Regions from separate parts of the Mus musculus genome. Here all the other regions are linked to region 1. The links are chromatin contacts, called in public Hi-C and HiChIP or PLAC-seq maps. All regions are on one chromosome and are shown on one strand. The core of a region is the stretch at or near the end of the contact, and the rest is flanking DNA. Distances in the headings are between cores, read along the strand shown.

What was found. HiChIP or PLAC-seq counts read pairs in DNA pulled down with a chosen protein or histone mark. Hi-C and Micro-C count contacts between places; a contact is called where the count stands out from the background.
Region 2: a contact with region 1 is called in a Hi-C map of the Ba/F3 cell line, with 4 times the contacts expected there. The contact joins the promoter of Memo1 here to the enhancer-like site in region 1. A contact is called at or near these places in 2 of 15 datasets of contacts at CTCF or cohesin (large pre-B cells and pro-B cells), 9 of 484 Hi-C or Micro-C datasets (B cells, the Ba/F3 cell line, the G1E-ER4 cell line and 3 more) and 3 of 115 datasets of contacts at active chromatin or transcription factors (embryonic forebrain, large pre-B cells and stem cell-derived neural progenitor cells).
Region 3: a contact with region 1 is called in a RAD21 HiChIP or PLAC-seq map of pro-B cells, with 7 times the contacts expected there. The contact joins two enhancer-like sites. A contact is called at or near these places in 1 of 39 promoter capture datasets (embryonic stem cells), 3 of 15 datasets of contacts at CTCF or cohesin (embryonic stem cells, large pre-B cells and pro-B cells), 5 of 484 Hi-C or Micro-C datasets (the G1E-ER4 cell line, the HL-1 cell line, cerebral cortex and 2 more), 3 of 115 datasets of contacts at active chromatin or transcription factors (astrocytes, embryonic stem cells and kidney) and 1 of 9 other capture datasets (embryonic stem cells).

Annotation. Positions count from the first base shown.
Region 1 is chr17:73,299,316-73,304,450 of GRCm38.p6, forward strand. No RefSeq gene overlaps it. Among named protein-coding and RNA genes, the nearest start is that of E330032C10Rik, 51 kb to the left of the region's middle. Within about 2 kb of position 2,161, at least 52 of the 459 cell types and tissues checked have an H3K27ac peak or open chromatin away from gene starts, as enhancers often do. A contact at or near this core is called in B cells, the Ba/F3 cell line and pro-B cells, where this site is marked.
Region 2 is chr17:74,291,694-74,296,828 of GRCm38.p6, forward strand. Memo1 (mediator of cell motility 1) reads right to left here and starts at 3,170. Exons shown (of 9, transcript NM_133771.2): 1 at 2,999-3,170. The coding sequence starts at 3,059.
Region 3 is chr17:74,030,506-74,035,640 of GRCm38.p6, forward strand. The region is part of intron 1 of Srd5a2 (steroid 5 alpha-reductase 2); the gene reads right to left. Among named protein-coding and RNA genes, the nearest start is that of Srd5a2, 15 kb to the right of the region's middle. Within about 2 kb of position 3,081, at least 3 of the 459 cell types and tissues checked have an H3K27ac peak or open chromatin away from gene starts, as enhancers often do. A contact at or near this core is called in pro-B cells, where this site is marked.

The sequences.
Region 1 (5,135 bases), core at 911-3,410:
GCCTTTTGACAACATCATCTTATGTCGTTCTCATATTAACCTTAAGATGTCCACTAGATGTACACTTTAAAAGACTACCTTTTCCCTAGGAGGTTTTAGGGTCACAACAAAATTAAGCAGAGAGTGTAGACTTCCTTTTGTTTTTACCTGCTCCCAGCCTGCCTGAACTTCAATATCTCCTACCAGGATGGCCCTTTTGATGCAACAGATGCGCCAACATTGGCACCTCATTATCCCCCAAAGTCCACAGATTCTGTTGCAGGTTACCCTGGGCATTAAAGTCACGACACAAGAGATTGTATCTTTTAGCATCTACTTACAGAGGCGAACAGCTGGGGACCAGAAGTTAAGATGAAGGTCACACGGGAGGAGGTGGCTGGGATTCTAGCCTGGATCTTCAGGATTTTATACCCAGCCTTGTGGCTTCTTGAGGAGGGTCCACCATGACGGGTACGGGCCAGCTGCTGAGTGGAGCTTCCACCTGTGGGGTTTGCAGATAAACCTACATTGGCTTTCTTTTGTAGTAAGTGGTTTCCTGTTAACTCACACTCATGGGCTTTCTCACAGAGAGTGTGAGTTGCCTGCTGAATGGAGTGACCAGATAGGTTGGGGCTGGAGACATTCCTATAGTGACTGACTCAGATATCAGACATCAGAACATTAACATGCGTCGATTACCATGAAATCAGATATCTGCACCACAGGAAGGTGTATCCAGACCTTCTCCTAGGCTATTTCTCCCTCATCTCTAGGTACCCCAAAGACTCAGGGTATAAGGTAAACATCCGTTCTTGCTCCTTTAGGGCATTTCTGGCTTATTCTGGTCAAGCTCCGCCTCCCTGTATGTTGTCCAGCCATTCCAGTCCACAATGGCTCAGCCTGTGTAGACTGGACTGTGGGCAGCCAGCCTAGACTTTCCCCATAAGTGTTTGTGTAGACCAGTGGAAAGAGTGTAGCTCTGAAGCAACCATCTATGTTTTACCCTCTTAGCTCATGGCTTTGGGCACAGCCCTGTTTCCTGAGCTGATAATTGTGGTTTAAGGCCAGGAAGGGGGCTTAGGAACCAGAGACCATAACATAATTCCCATTGCACCACAGCTGTGTTCAGCAGCTGGCATCCCTCATCCCCAAGTGAGATGCTCAACTCTGAAGAACCTCCCATCTTTAAAGTATGCCAGATGGGGCTGCCAGACAGAGGCCGGGGGGGGGGGGGTCTCAAAGCCCAGTTCTCTCGTCCAGCAGCCTGACAAACAGCAACCAGTTTGCGTTTGTTAGAGGCATTACTACAACTCATGAAGCAGGACTTCAGCCACTATTAGATTTCCTCTGCCGACACCAGGCGTCACTTTTGGTTTTCCTGTGAGGTGCCTGACATCTTCCCCTCCTGCAATCACTAGGCAATGCTTCACTGCCACTTCTAAGCTAGGGACAATGATCTTCCCCCGGGGAACAGCAGTGACTTCAGAGGGTGTCCAGGCTTCCACCAGCACTCCAGGTCTATCACAAGACTGTCTGGAGCAGGCCCAGGATAGCCTTCACAAAGTCCCCCAGTGAGTCTGTTTTCAGTGCCGTTGCCCCCATAGGATAACTGCCTCATGGTCTGTCTTTCCAGAGAGAGATAGAGATAGAGATAGAGATAGAGATAGAGATAGAGATAGAGATAGAGATAGAGATAGAGATAGAGATAGAGATAGAGATAGGGATAGAGAGAGAGAGAGAGAGAGATAGAGAGAGAGAGCCTGAGCTGGAAGGACCGGAAGGGATGAAATAAAACTCACTCATCAGTTGTTCAAGAATTTTTAAAAAGTTACTGCCCCAAATACTTTATAGGCAGAGGTACTGCTGGCTGGGTGTGGAAATACACTCCAGATCCACACATATATCAGTTTAAATACCAGCTCAGCAATTACTAATTGCATGCTCATCTCAAGTTACTTCTCTTAGCTTTTAGTGTTATTTTCCCAGTGTTAGAATGGATGGTAATCTTTACTTCAAAGACTTATAATTCACTAGAGACATACAAAACACAGAGCCAAGCATTGCCTCTCAACTCAAAATCTTCAGTGCCCGCCGACTTTGAAATTCTTGGCTTGTGTCTCCTTTCCCCACTGGTGTAATGTTCATCATCACCACTAGATGGAGATAGCGAGGCATCTCAAGGCTTAGTGTCGTAGCCAACAGCACAAGGGAGTTCCAGGTCCCATCTCCAGTGAGTGTCTCCAGTACCCAGCAGGAAGCCTCCTGGGCCCCAACGTCAATCCTTTAAAGAAAATAACTGCCTTTTATTCTTGGTAATTGCATGTGCATGTGAGTTAGCTTTCCCTATTTAAGTTGTGGGTGTGACATAGCAGGTGTTTTGAAATGGCAGTACTCCAGCTCTCACCTTTAGAAGGTTGGTGCTAAACATGATTTCATAAGAGAAAGTGGCCACGCACCATCAGAGGCTATGGCGACTCTAGAATTTGTATCCTCAGTCTGAGCCAATTACCACTTCCTTCCGGGTGGGGGGCGGGGTGTCGGACGGGTTACTCCTGTACAGACCTCTGCTGCCGTCTAGGGAAAACCTTATCCCACGAGTGTCTACTGTTTTCCCTCTGCAGACAATGGCATTTGGGGGTGAACTGAAGTCTTTGCATGCAGTATCTGAGTCAGTGGCCTGATCTGTTACACAGCCATACGGGGATGGGGGCGGACAGAAATGACATAGGTGAAATCCAGGATTCCTTTATTGGGCTTTGGGCTACTCCTATCTGGTAAGAACTCCGTATTAGACTTGGGGAACAAGTGAAGGCTTCAAGGGCCATGTCAAACTAATTGAAGAAACTAATTAGGGCCAGACTGAGGCATAACTTTAAGGGACCCACTTCAGCCTCCAATGCTCACATTGTGAGTTACTGCTCTTGGTTAACCACAGCCCGGAGCAGACTTCTGGCAGGCTCTTTGCCTGCAGGGCCCGCTGTGGGGCTGGACAGTTATTGGTAGGTTCGCCACTAGGTGTCACTGTCTCACCAGCATCTGTCCAGGGATGATGGCTAACTCCAGGTAGGTGGAAGAGGTTGTTCATTTTCATGCCGATAAACATCCAAGGTAGAGAGAGACGCATCTGCTCCCATGCTGTGTGGAGAGAGCGCGGTCCCGCATACTGCCCCGGACAGTGTGAGTCGCTAGGGCTGTTAGTGAACCAGTGGGTCTTTTTCATGGTGATTAAATGCTGCCTTCCGTGCTAGTTGCTGCTTAGACTCTTAGGAACTTGTTCCCCAACCCTGATGTATAGAATAGACCTTAGAGGTCCTTGTATCAGTCTTACTTTTCGGAGAAGGGGCCCAGACAGAGAAAGCCTTCCCCCTAGGACATCGCCCAATAGAGGCAGAGCAGACCTGAGCCTTAGGCTGGGTGGTTCTGGGTTAAGGCTGTCTAAGCCACCATGTTCCTTGTTTTCCACTGTGCTCCATCAACTCTGCTCTTACCATTCACAGAGCAATCAGTGTATGCTCTGATCTTTGTTGCTGCCCTGAGCTGGAAACATATATAGACATAAGATACCATGGCATGTGATAGACCCAAACAGTGTGTGTCTCAGGGGCAGCATAGGTCGGGAGCAGGCGATTTTCCTCTCTTTGGTCAAGAGCTCTTTTCCAAGACTCTTTCTGGGGGCATAAAAGGGACAGTGGATTCAAAGATTATGGGGACAGGTCCACAAATAATCTATTATCAAGTGGAAGTGGTATATACATTCATGATCAGGCCCAAGAGGGTCCTGCGGGTGCAAGCAAGTTACACCAAGTTGTCTGAATGTGTGTATTTTCTCCTCCTGCTTCAGTGCCTTCTGCTCTAAAGCATGAGCCTATAGTTTTGTGGGAAGATGATGGTTCTGTGTGTCATACAGGAGCCACCCAGAAGTGGACAGCTGCAGCATTCTAGCCCCCTCTTTGGGACAACCGTGAGATGGCAGTGAAGGAAACGTTAGGAAGGACACAGGGTTGTATATTTGGCTGTGGCAACTCGGATGATACCCAGGTTACGGTCCTCATAAAGACCACTGGACACTTGCTGGCCCAGGAACCTTAGAAGGTAGAAGAGTTGAAGCAGCAACTATGACCACCAGGGGGCAGTATTTCACCACATTCTGCTTAATCCAGGACCATTCTCCCAACACTGAAGAAAGTTATGTCTTCTTAGGGAATTGCAATAATGTTCTGGGTGCAGAAAATGGATAGGTATATCAGCCTGGACTGAAATCTACTTCCCAAAGGCAGTATTGTTTCTCTTGTCGCACCTTATAACCCAGCAGCTATGGAGTCAACACAGCCGCAAAACCAAAGAAGCATCCATGTGTTCGCCAACTTTGCACGCAGGCAGTTCTTCGGTGGCCCAGAGTTACTCGGAGTTGTTCTCTGAGGACATTTTGTGGTTTCAGATCGAAGGATACAGAGTTCTAGGTATGTCCCATATGCAGCATGTGGGAGAACAACCAATGTATCCAAACCCATTTGCAGATGATGATGGCATGCCCCAGCGTCAAAAGGATGGGCACCGCTGCCTGTGGCTAGAGACTCCAGCCTGTGCACGTCCGAGAACCAGCCTTCTTTTCCTCCTCTGCCTTCTATCAGGCTGCAAAATAGAGCCCCATTACCCATTCAGCATTCGTCGTCTTCAGATGTGGCCAGACTCACACTGCCGCAGCCGCATGCCACTGCCGCAGTGATTATTGACCGCTCTGCTGGGATATCAAGCACTTTGGGCTTGGCTGGGGGACCATTAATCAACAACCTTGTCAGAGTGATGGATTCTGTTAGGATTATTGCTTAATTAGCTTGTTTAGGGCAAGAAAATCAACCAGGACATTAGTTCTCTAGCCAGAAGGAAGAGGGAAAATGAGCAGAACTGGTGGGAAGGGGCCTTGGAGCTCCCGGGGAGGGAGCCAGGGTCTCGAGGGCGTGGAGGGAGGGGCCTCTGATAGAGCAAGCCTTATGCTTGAAGTCGACAGACCTTTTTACTCCTTTTGGCTGTCGTGGCTGGGCAGAGAGATGCCCCGATTCAGTGGAGTTGAAGAACAGTGATACGTGATGCGTCAGTCAAGGAGCATGTCCATTCCCCAGGGAGCTTTAAAAAAATTCAAATTCCCAAGTTTAGGT
Region 2 (5,135 bases), core at 1,920-4,419, 990 kb after region 1:
ACACATGCGCACACACACAAAATTTAATGAGCTTTTTTCTTAATGTTTACAGGCTGTGCTTGGGAGCTGAGCCACCGTCTGCCCATCCTAGTTGCACTGGTTAAGGAAGTGAGGCTTAACCTTCCTATGAGATTAGTTTTCCTAAAATGCTACTTGCATCCTATTAATACCCAAATCTAAAACCTTCATCAGCACACCTTGTCGGTAAGTCCAACCCCTACAGTATCCAACCCACTGGCATTTCCAGCTCCACTCTACAGTCCAGGCTATACCCGTAAGAACTGACCATTCTTACTAAGTTCATTACTTACACTTTCCTGCCCCCAATCCAATGTTCTTTCCTCAAACTTGACTAAATAGCCTTCCTTCAGAGCACAACTGACTACTTCTACAGGACTCCACCCTCCTCAGAACATGGAAATGCACTATCTCAACCTAACAGATATTTAATTGCTTTTCTGAAGTTAGAATTTACTTCAAATAAACTCTGAATTCCTTGAGAGAAAGCAGAAGTTTATAGCACCCTCAGCCAATGGATCTAACAGCATATAACAAGGGGTAAATAACAAAAAGACATGTGAATGAGTGCATGCAATATAAATGTACACTTTTTTTCTTAATGAAATAGCTAGTTAACTGAACTCAATGTGGCTTTACTCTTATTTCACTCAATAATCGAATACTTTCTATGTGTACAACCTGAACACTGGAAAAGATACAAAATGACAATCAACAAACACATTCTTCCTATTCCTCAGTTTTTTATTGACTGGTCTAGAGAAACAATAGCACAATACAAATAAAAAGTCCCAAGAGTAGGTCATTTCAACCTGGCTACACTATTCTATCCTACAGATACAGTCATCAGACCAACTTTACATTACATACCTATAAGTTTGCTTCATTCATCTTAAGGATACAAATTAAGCTTCTAAAACTAAACTGCTTTAAGTTTACCCTAATTTCCTCAATATCAGTCAAACTTAAAAAGACTGGCCAGGAAGTGATGGTGCATGCCTTTGATCCCAGCACTGGGAAGCAGAGCCAAGCAGATCTCTGAATCCAAGGGAGTTTCAGTACAGCCAGGGCAACACAGAGAAACCCTAGGTGAGTCGCACACACCCCAAAAATTCATACACCTGAATTCCAGTTAAAGGTATTATTTAATTCACCCAGATTTTAGGGAAAAAATGTAACTACCTGCCTATTTACTAATAAGTATCTACAGATAGGATTTTTTTTTTTACCAGATTAAAGACTACATCTTGTATGTAAGTAAACTCTAAGGAATTCTAAGACCAAAAGTGTGAACTATACCCAATTTTACTACCCATATATATGCTTAACAATCTAAAACTTCCCTAGAATATTTGCCCACATTCCAAAGCAAGCAACAACAAAAGCTTAAAACATTTGTAACAAATGCACAGGAACACAATAAATAAATGCTAAAAGATAGCCGTGAATGGGAACAATGTGACTTTCTAATTCTCCAAAACATACTGCGGAAAAAACCTTCTACTTAAAAATAAGCCAGGAGGTGGTGCCACACGCCTTTAATCCCAGCACTTGGGAGGCAGAGGCAGGCGGATTTCTGAGTTCAAGGCCAGCCTGGTCTACAAAGTGAGTTCCAGGACAGCCAGGGCTACACAGAGAAACGCTGTCTCGAAAAACCAAAACAACAACAACAACAACAACAAAAAAGCAGTATTAATAGTGCATTGATTATAAAGGGCAAACTCAGGAGCCAGAGACCTGACTTACACAATTCCTATTTTACCACAGGCCTAGTCTGGGGTGCAGCACTAAATTTCTGTTTCCCCATATACTGGCACAAGAACTGACATTCTCAGGTAGTGAGAACTGATTAAAAGTCTATGAAGTACTTCAGGACCATAAAATGTCATACTTATCTAACGCAAAAACTACAGCCACCTGTTAGCAGTAGTTCCAAACCCAACCATGTCATTCTTTTGTGTCTTAGCAGGGCAAATCCGCTGTGGACCAACAAGATGCATGTACTTCTGCAGCTGGTTGAACAATCTCAGGGAAAAAAAAAAAACTGCCTTCCAGATTTTCCGTTTTCCCAAAAGAATCATGTCACTATCCAACCCTAGTACTTGCAAAGGGAAATATGGTTAGGGCCAGTTGCTGAGAAGCACAGATGGCCTAGAGACCAACAGGAATCACGGAGGAACTTTTCTTTGTTACCAAAGCAGAAATGTGACCCCTGAAAATAATCTCAGAAAACAATCCTTGTGAAGAGAGTTGTACTGGAGGGAAACGGCCCTACCCTTTCTCACCCAAAGAACTACACATGGTTTTTTGAAGACAGTGCAGACAAAATTCTCTCAAAACGTAAGCTAAACTAGGCAGGTCGTCCAGCCCCGGCTCGGTGCTGAACACAGGATACCAAAGAGGTTGCTCAGGAAAAGTGCTGATGCCATCTCCAGCTGCCCCTAAATGACAGTAACAATGCAAACACTGACAAAAGACCTTGGAGGCCACCCAGAGCCCCTGCCTGGCAGCAGCTCTGCCCGAATCTCCACGTACAAAGCGACAAATCCCCCCGAGAGGCCCAGGTCTGACAGATCTTCCAAGCGAGAGAGACCAAGAGTAGCAACACGAGAGATAGGGTAGAAAAAGTACTGCCTGTCACTCCTTCCAGGGGCGCTGGGTGCCCCAAGGGTGGGAGCAAAAACTGCGGTCCCCTCGGCCAGCCTCTGGCAACGAGGACCGCGCCAACTCGTCCTTCCCCACCGCAGAGGCCGTCCGCGGAGCCGCGGAGCCCGCGCTCGCCCTGGCCGGGGCCGGCCGGCAACTCCTCGCCCAACTCCGCGGGCGCCAGGCCGCCTGCCCGAGCGCCGGGTGGGGGAGGCGGCGCGGCCCGGCCCCGATCCCTCGGCACGCGGTCAGCGCCCTCCGCCCGCCGCCCGAGTCCCCGCCCGCCGGGCCCCGGCTGCCCAGCTCGACCACCCCGGCGGCCTGGCGCCCTTACCTGAGGCGGTGTACCAGCTCCCGGCGTGGCTGGCTTCCCGGCAGACCACTCGGTTGGACATCTTGGTGCCTGTGCCGCCTATGGTGCACGAGGATGAATGAGGAGGCGGCGGCGGCGGCGGCTCCGCGAGGGGACGAGACGCCGCGGGCCCAGCCCAGGAGGAGGCGGCCGCGGGGAGGGGACCAGCCCGGCCCAGGAGGAGGAGGAGGAGGAGGAGGAAGAGGAGGAGATGGCAGCCAGGGCGGAGGGCGGCAACAATCACCACAAACTCCGCCGGCCGCCGGAAGATGGGGCCCACGGCGGCTTTACCCTAGCCGCGCGGCCGCGGAGTCGCCGCCGCCGCCGCCGCCCCTACCCCTGCCCGAGCTGCTTCCGCGAGCCGCCCCCCGGCCACGCCGCGCGCGGCCTGCCGAGCCTCCCGCTGACCCCACCCCCGTGACTCCGCGCCCTTCCCCACCGCCCCGCCCCGCCCCGCCCCCACCACCGAGGCCTCCCTCCCGCCGCGCGCCCGCCGGCCCCGCCCCGCCCCGCGCCTCCGCCCGCCGTGCCGCGCGCTCAACGGCGGAAGCGGGACCGGCCCCGCGCCATCCCGGGTCGGGAGGCCGCGAGCCGGAGGGCGGCGGCGATCGGTGCCACCTCCCCCCCAACACACACACACACAGCCCGGGGCCGGGGCCTGAACCCGGGAAAGGCAGAGCCTGGGGAGCCCACGCGTCCTTACTCGCCGCTCTACCGGGGCCGGCCCACTGAGCATGCCCAGCGCCGCGGCCGGGCCCGCCGAGGAGGCTCAGCGTGCACGCTCCGCTCTCCGGGGTTTAGCGCCAGCAGAGGCTGGGGGCAGGGCGCGGGGCGCAGGACGCAGCCGCGAGGCGGGGTGAGCCCCTTCCCCCCCCCCCCCCCCCAGCCGCCTGGCTTGTCCCCGTGCGCCGCTGGCTCAGCACACACAACACACACGCGATCGCTGCCTGCCGAGTCCCGTCGGGGTTCCCCCTTCCCCGGCGTCCTTGGTGGGGTTCCCACCCTCGGGGTATCGCCCAGGAATGCAAGTCTGGGGCCACGCCGCGAAGTTTCGCTGGCAGAGACATCGCGCTGCGAGGCGTACTGGGATGGGAGAATATGGGGGGGTGGAGGACCGACCCTGTCAAAATGTAACCTTCGCTTCCCAGGCTCGCCCCTTACGACCTAATGTCTTCGACACAGTTAAATTTACTAATTGTATTTTAGGTATAACTGCAATGTGGCAAAGATTGTCTCAGTTATTTCCTACTGTGTTAAATGGGGGTGACGTTCGTGAGGGAGGGGTACCAAGGATTATGAGTTAATGCGTATGAGGAACCAGACGGGGTAAGGAATACTACAAATGTCACCCTTCACTTATAAAATCCCAGTATTCCACGTAAGTATTCCACGCAGCAAAAGAATTCCTTTACCAGTTGGGTAGAATCACAAAGGAAGTGGTTTGTTTGGCTTTGAAGTGCTGGATTCCAAAACCCAGGAAGTGTAACAGTTCCCCAACTCCCAGAAAGTATTTGGGAAAGAAATCATACACCGGGTATATCTTAGTTTCACATTAAACTAGATCCTGGAGAAGTCCAAAGTAGATGTCTAGCTGCCTAACCAAGTTCGGCGTTCCTTAATGCTGTAACAGTATACTTTTTGTTTGGTTGGGGTTTTTGCCAAGTTCTCAAGTGTTATGAGAAAAGCTCTACAGTTAATTTCAATGGCAAGAAAAAGGTAAATTGCCGCTTTCTCCCAAGAGTTTGTGTTGCTTACCAAACTTAGCAAAGACCCTAATGAATAAAATACAACTTCTTGCGCCAGAGAAATGGCTCAGTGGTTAAAAAAATAAATAAATAAAAAAAAAAAATAAGCACTGCTCTTACAAAGGACCTAAGTTGAGTCAGCATCACATTGGGTAGCGCCCAAGCAAGTCCAGTTCCAGGGGCTCTAACGCCCTCTTCTGGCCTCCACAGGCACCTACGATTACATGCACATACTCCACACACACACACAAATTATAATTGTTTTTTTTAATATTTATTTATTTATTATATGTAAGTACACTGTAGCTGTCTTCAGACACTCCAGAAGAGAGCATTAGATTTCATTACGGGTGGTTGTGAACCACCATGTGGTT
Region 3 (5,135 bases), core at 1,831-4,330, 730 kb after region 1:
ACAATAGCCTTTCTGATGGTAGCAGTTACTTGCTGCTGTTTTATTGAGAAGAAGAGCTTTTGGTCATCAGTTGAAGACCCTTGCCATCCCTTGCATCCTCCCTGCCTCTGATGTGTGAGTAGCTATTTCTTCATGAGGCCCTGGCTTCCTGAGGGGAGTGGTGTTAATGGACAAAGGCATGGTTGCGTGTTGCTGCTGGTGAATTCTTACTCCTAGACCTCAGAGAGTGCTGTTTTTCTGGCACTCCATCCATATTGCTATTTCCGGATATCACTGCCTCTTGACAATGTAACTTTGTTCCCTAAATGAGACCAAATACTCAGCTTATGATGCTTCCAAAGTAAACCATGAACCCAACCCAAGCTTACGGCCTCCTAAATCAATCATCCTTGTTTCTTAACCAAAGGGATGTGTCAGAGCAGGCTATCTGCAGCAAAAAAGTGGCAGAGGTCTGAGATGCTAGACGCCCCTTAGTTGTTCATGCACAGCACAGCTGGTGTACAGCCATGACGGGCTGATGTGTAGTCGTTCAGGACCCAGACTCTTCCAGGAGTCTTAGGTGTGTAGATGAGCAAACACAAGAGAATGTGGATGGCTCTGTGGATTTTACTGAGGATGGGTCTTCGGAATAGAGAGCTATATATTATTCCCACCCTTGACCCTTCATCCCCATGCAACCAGAAGGGAAAAGGAAAAGAAATCCATAAACATGGAGAACAGTGAGGAGCCAGAAGTTCTAGGGAACAAACGTGGCTCTTTGGACATAAATGGCTTTGCTTTGGAAAGCTGGAAGCAATTCAAAACAGTATATGTCTCAATGTTGAAAAAAAAAGATTAAAAAATGATGAAGAGAGGGGAAAGAGAGTTAGTTGGTTCACAAGACTACAAATCAACGCCAGGGACTTGGACACAATTTCCCCTTCAGGTCTGTATGGTTGGTGCTGTTTATCAACCTGACAAGAATCTAGAATTCCCTGGAAGATGGGCCTTTACCATGCCTGTGAGAAACTATCTTGACTACATAAATCGATGTGCGAAGGTCCATCTTAATTATCATTCCCTGAGCTGGGAACCCAAACTGGGCATTAGCATGGATGCATTTATTCTTCTCTGCTTCCTGACTGTGGGTGTGAAGTAACCAGCTACTTCAAGTTCCCACTGCCTTGACAACCTCACTGTAACTGACTGTACCCTGGAACGACGAGCCAGAATAAATCAAGCCCTTCTCCCTTAAATTACTTTGTCAGACTATTTTATCTGAAACTGTTATTATTATTATTATTATTATTATTATTATTATTATTATTATTATGTGTGTATGGGTATGTGTCTTAGGGTTTTACTGCTGTGAACAGACACTATGACTAAGACAACTCCTATAAGGACAACATTTAATTGGGGCTGGGGTACAGGTTCAGAGGTTCAGTCCATTATCAGCAAGATGGGAACATAGCAACATCCAGGCAGGCATGGTGCAGGAGTTGCTGAGAGCTCTACATCTTCATCTGAAGGCTGCTAGGAGAAGACTTTCAGGCAGCTAGGATGAGGGTTTTAAGCACATGCCCACAGTAACACACCTACTCCAATAAGGCCACACCTCCTAATAGTACCACTTCCTGAGCCAGTCATATACAAACCATCACAGTATGTGTATGTATGTATGTATGTATGTATGTATGTATGTATGTGCACTACCTGCATGCATGGCCCACAGAAGCCAGAAGAGGGCATTAGATCCCCTATAAGTGGAGTTTTACATGGTTGTGAGCTGACACATGGGTGCTGGGAATTGAACCCAGGTCCCCTGAAAGACAGCATTGCTCTTAGTCACTGAAGCATCTCTCCACCCTGAGTAGTTTTTATTACAGCAACAGGAGAAGAAACGAAGATAGCATCCTATGCCCTACCTACCTTTTGTGGCTTTGTCCATGGTCTGGAACCATGGCTCTTTAATTTCTTCCTGTGCTGCTGATGTCAATTTTAAATATTTTATGCTCATTCGGATAGAGTCTAAGTATTCTGTAAATGTGAGGCTTTTTGTCACCGCTAAGTAAATGTTCACCAGGAAATGGAGGGGGTAACGGCACTCTCACTGGAAAGGGTTAACTGAAATTGCAGATCCAGATTAAACCCAAAAGGGAAAAAAATTAGAAATAACACATCTTGTGTCACCAACTCATATTTAACTAAATCTTCTTCAAATATAAGTGCTATTGCAAAGATTATCAAGCCAATTGAAGACTCTTCACTATATGAAATTTGAGACTTGATTGTCAATCAAAATAAATTCAAGTTCTGCAAATACATAGAAAACTCCCCTGTGTTGCGCTTAGCTCTTCTATATAGTGACCTCGTGCCCTCTGTCAGTCACTGTCCCATATCTCTGGTTTATTTTACAACAGAACTCCTCTCCAGAGCAGCCCACACTTACCATCTCTATGACGTTTTCTCCTCTAGTGCCTCTGTCCCCACAGATGCAAGTCCTGGCAAGGTCATATTTCCAGACCAAGATCAGAGTCAGGCCTCTTCAGGCTGGACAGATCCATCCCCGCCTCCTGGAAACAGTGCCAGAAAGCGTACCACACTCCCTTGGGTACTACACTCCCTTGAGTACCACACTCCCTTGGGCACCACACTCCCTTGAGTACCACACTCCCTTGGGCACCACACTCCCTTGGGTACCACACTCCCTTGGGCACCACACTCCCTTGAGTACCACACTCCCTTGGGCACCACACTCCCTTGAGTACCACACTCCCTTGGGCACCACACTCCCTTGGGTACCACACTCCCTTGGGCACCACACTCCCTTGAGTACCACACTCCCTTGGGCACCACACTCCCTTGAGTACCACACTCCCTTGGGCACCACACTCCCTTGGGTACCACACTCCCTTGGGCACCACACTCCCTTGAGTACCACACTCCCTTGGGCACCACACTCCCTTGGGTACCACACTCCCTTGGGCACCACACTCCCTTGGGTACCACACTCCCTTGGGTACCACACTCCCTTGATTCTTCAGCTTCATTCGTCTGTCCTGCTTTTCCTTTGTGGGGCTATTCTCAACCCTTTGTCCTCCAAATATTGATGCCCCATATGTCTCAGACATCTGTGTGATGGCATCTCCTCAAATGATATGAAGTAGGGTCACTGTGGTCTGATTGTGGTTTACCCTTGGTCTCCATGCATAGCACTGGGGAAGGCTTTAGGCTTTAGGAATGTGTTTTAGGTTTTGAGTGCTCTATCCTAGTGGACGGACAGACTCCTCTATGGAAGGGTTTACAGGGGTGGCTGCTTGTTCTTGCCTTTCTACGTTCTAATATGTGGAACCACTACAAGAAGGTCCTTGCCAGATGCCACCGCCTTGATACTGAATCCCCAGCCTCAGGAACTGTGAGGGCTGAATTCACACCCCTTACAAAGCCCTGTCCTAGGAGCACGAGCAAAGTGAGGCAGGCGTCCGCCCTAATGGATCATCATTCACTCATGGACCACTCACTGGCAGTTTCATGCTACATGCTTCATGTCATGGATGTCATGAAGATTTCTGTCTTAACACACCCCAAACAAGATCCCTGATCCCCCACTCTCCCCAAACCTCTCCCTCCCCCTCCCTCTCCCGCTCCCCTTCCCCCTCCCTTCCTCTCTTTCTCCCCCCCTACTCCCCTCCCTTCCTCCTCCTTCCTTTCTTCTCTCTCCCTCCCTCTCCCTCTCCCCCCACCTCAGGTAAATTGATTAGCAAGTGCCATCATCTCTATGGTAGAACCTTACTTCCAAAACTCAGCCATATCTCACCCACTCCACAACCCTTGAATTCAAATCAGCACTAAAATCCTCCTGAAGAAGTTTGCAAGATCCTTCGCACTTGGCACTCACACTACTTCCACTGCAGTCTCTTCTCCCTGTGTGGCAAACCCAGTTATGCCCTAAGCTGGATCACATCGCCTTCCCTGAAACACACCTTTCTCTCCCTCACATCTTCCTCCCTTCCCCCCTTCCCTTCTCCCCCTCCCTCTCCCTCTGCCCTTTCTCCCTCCCTTCCTCAATCTTTCCCTCTCCCTCTTCCCCTACAATGCCCCCCCTTTCTCACCCAGAGACCAAGAAAAAGAAAATGTAACCTCACTCCTATCAAACAAACAAACAAAAAAAAAAAAATTCAGAGAAATTTCTCCCACCCCACCACTGAGCTGGGAAAAGCACTTGAAGCCTTGTCCAGTTGTCAGAGAGCTGAAAGGGAGCCAGGGCTTTCTGGTTTTCCATATTCTCTCTGTGCAAGGTGAGATCTTGTGGGGAATCTTTTCATCCTGACCCTAATCCTTATCCTGGTCTGGATGGTATTTAGAGATGGCTGAGTGGAGAGTGGAGGCTGCTCACTCCTACAGGGATTGCTGGGAGAGACTGCCTGGGAGGAGAAAAGAAACACAGTTGCCAGGCAGGCAGTGGTCAGTGAAGAGCAAGTATGAACCCAGAACTCCCACCCCCTGCAACAGTAACGAGGAGTCTTCACATTAAGATAACCTGGACTGCTGCCCACACCTGGCAGGAATGGGGTGACTCTCCCATATCCTTAGCTAGATCAGTGTGACGAGATATTGACACTAAATCCTGACATAGGCTACTCACCTGAGAGGAGGAAGCCTCAGTTAAGAAAACAGTCAGCTAATGGATGGATCACAGGGCTCCCAATGGAGGAGCTAGAGAAAGTAGCCAAGGAGCTAAAGGGATCTGCAACCCTATAGGCGGAACAACATTATGAACTAACCAGTACCCCGGAGCTCTTGACTCTAGCTGCATATGTATCAAAAGATGGCCTAGTCGGCCATCACTGGAAAGAGAGGCCCATTGGACACGCAAACTTTATATGCCCCAGTACAGGGGAACGCCAGGGCCAAAAAGGGGGAGTGGGTGGGTAGGGGATTGGGGGTGGGTGGGTATGGGGGACTTTTGGTATAGCATTGGAAATGTAAATGAGCTAAATACCTAATAAAAAATGGAAAAAAAAAAAGAAAAAACATTCATAGGATCAGGCTGTATGCAAGCCTATAGTATATTTTCTTAGGTAGTGATTGATGGGGAAGGGCCCAGCCCAATGTGGGTAGTGCCATCCCTGGGCTGGTGGTCACAAGTTCTA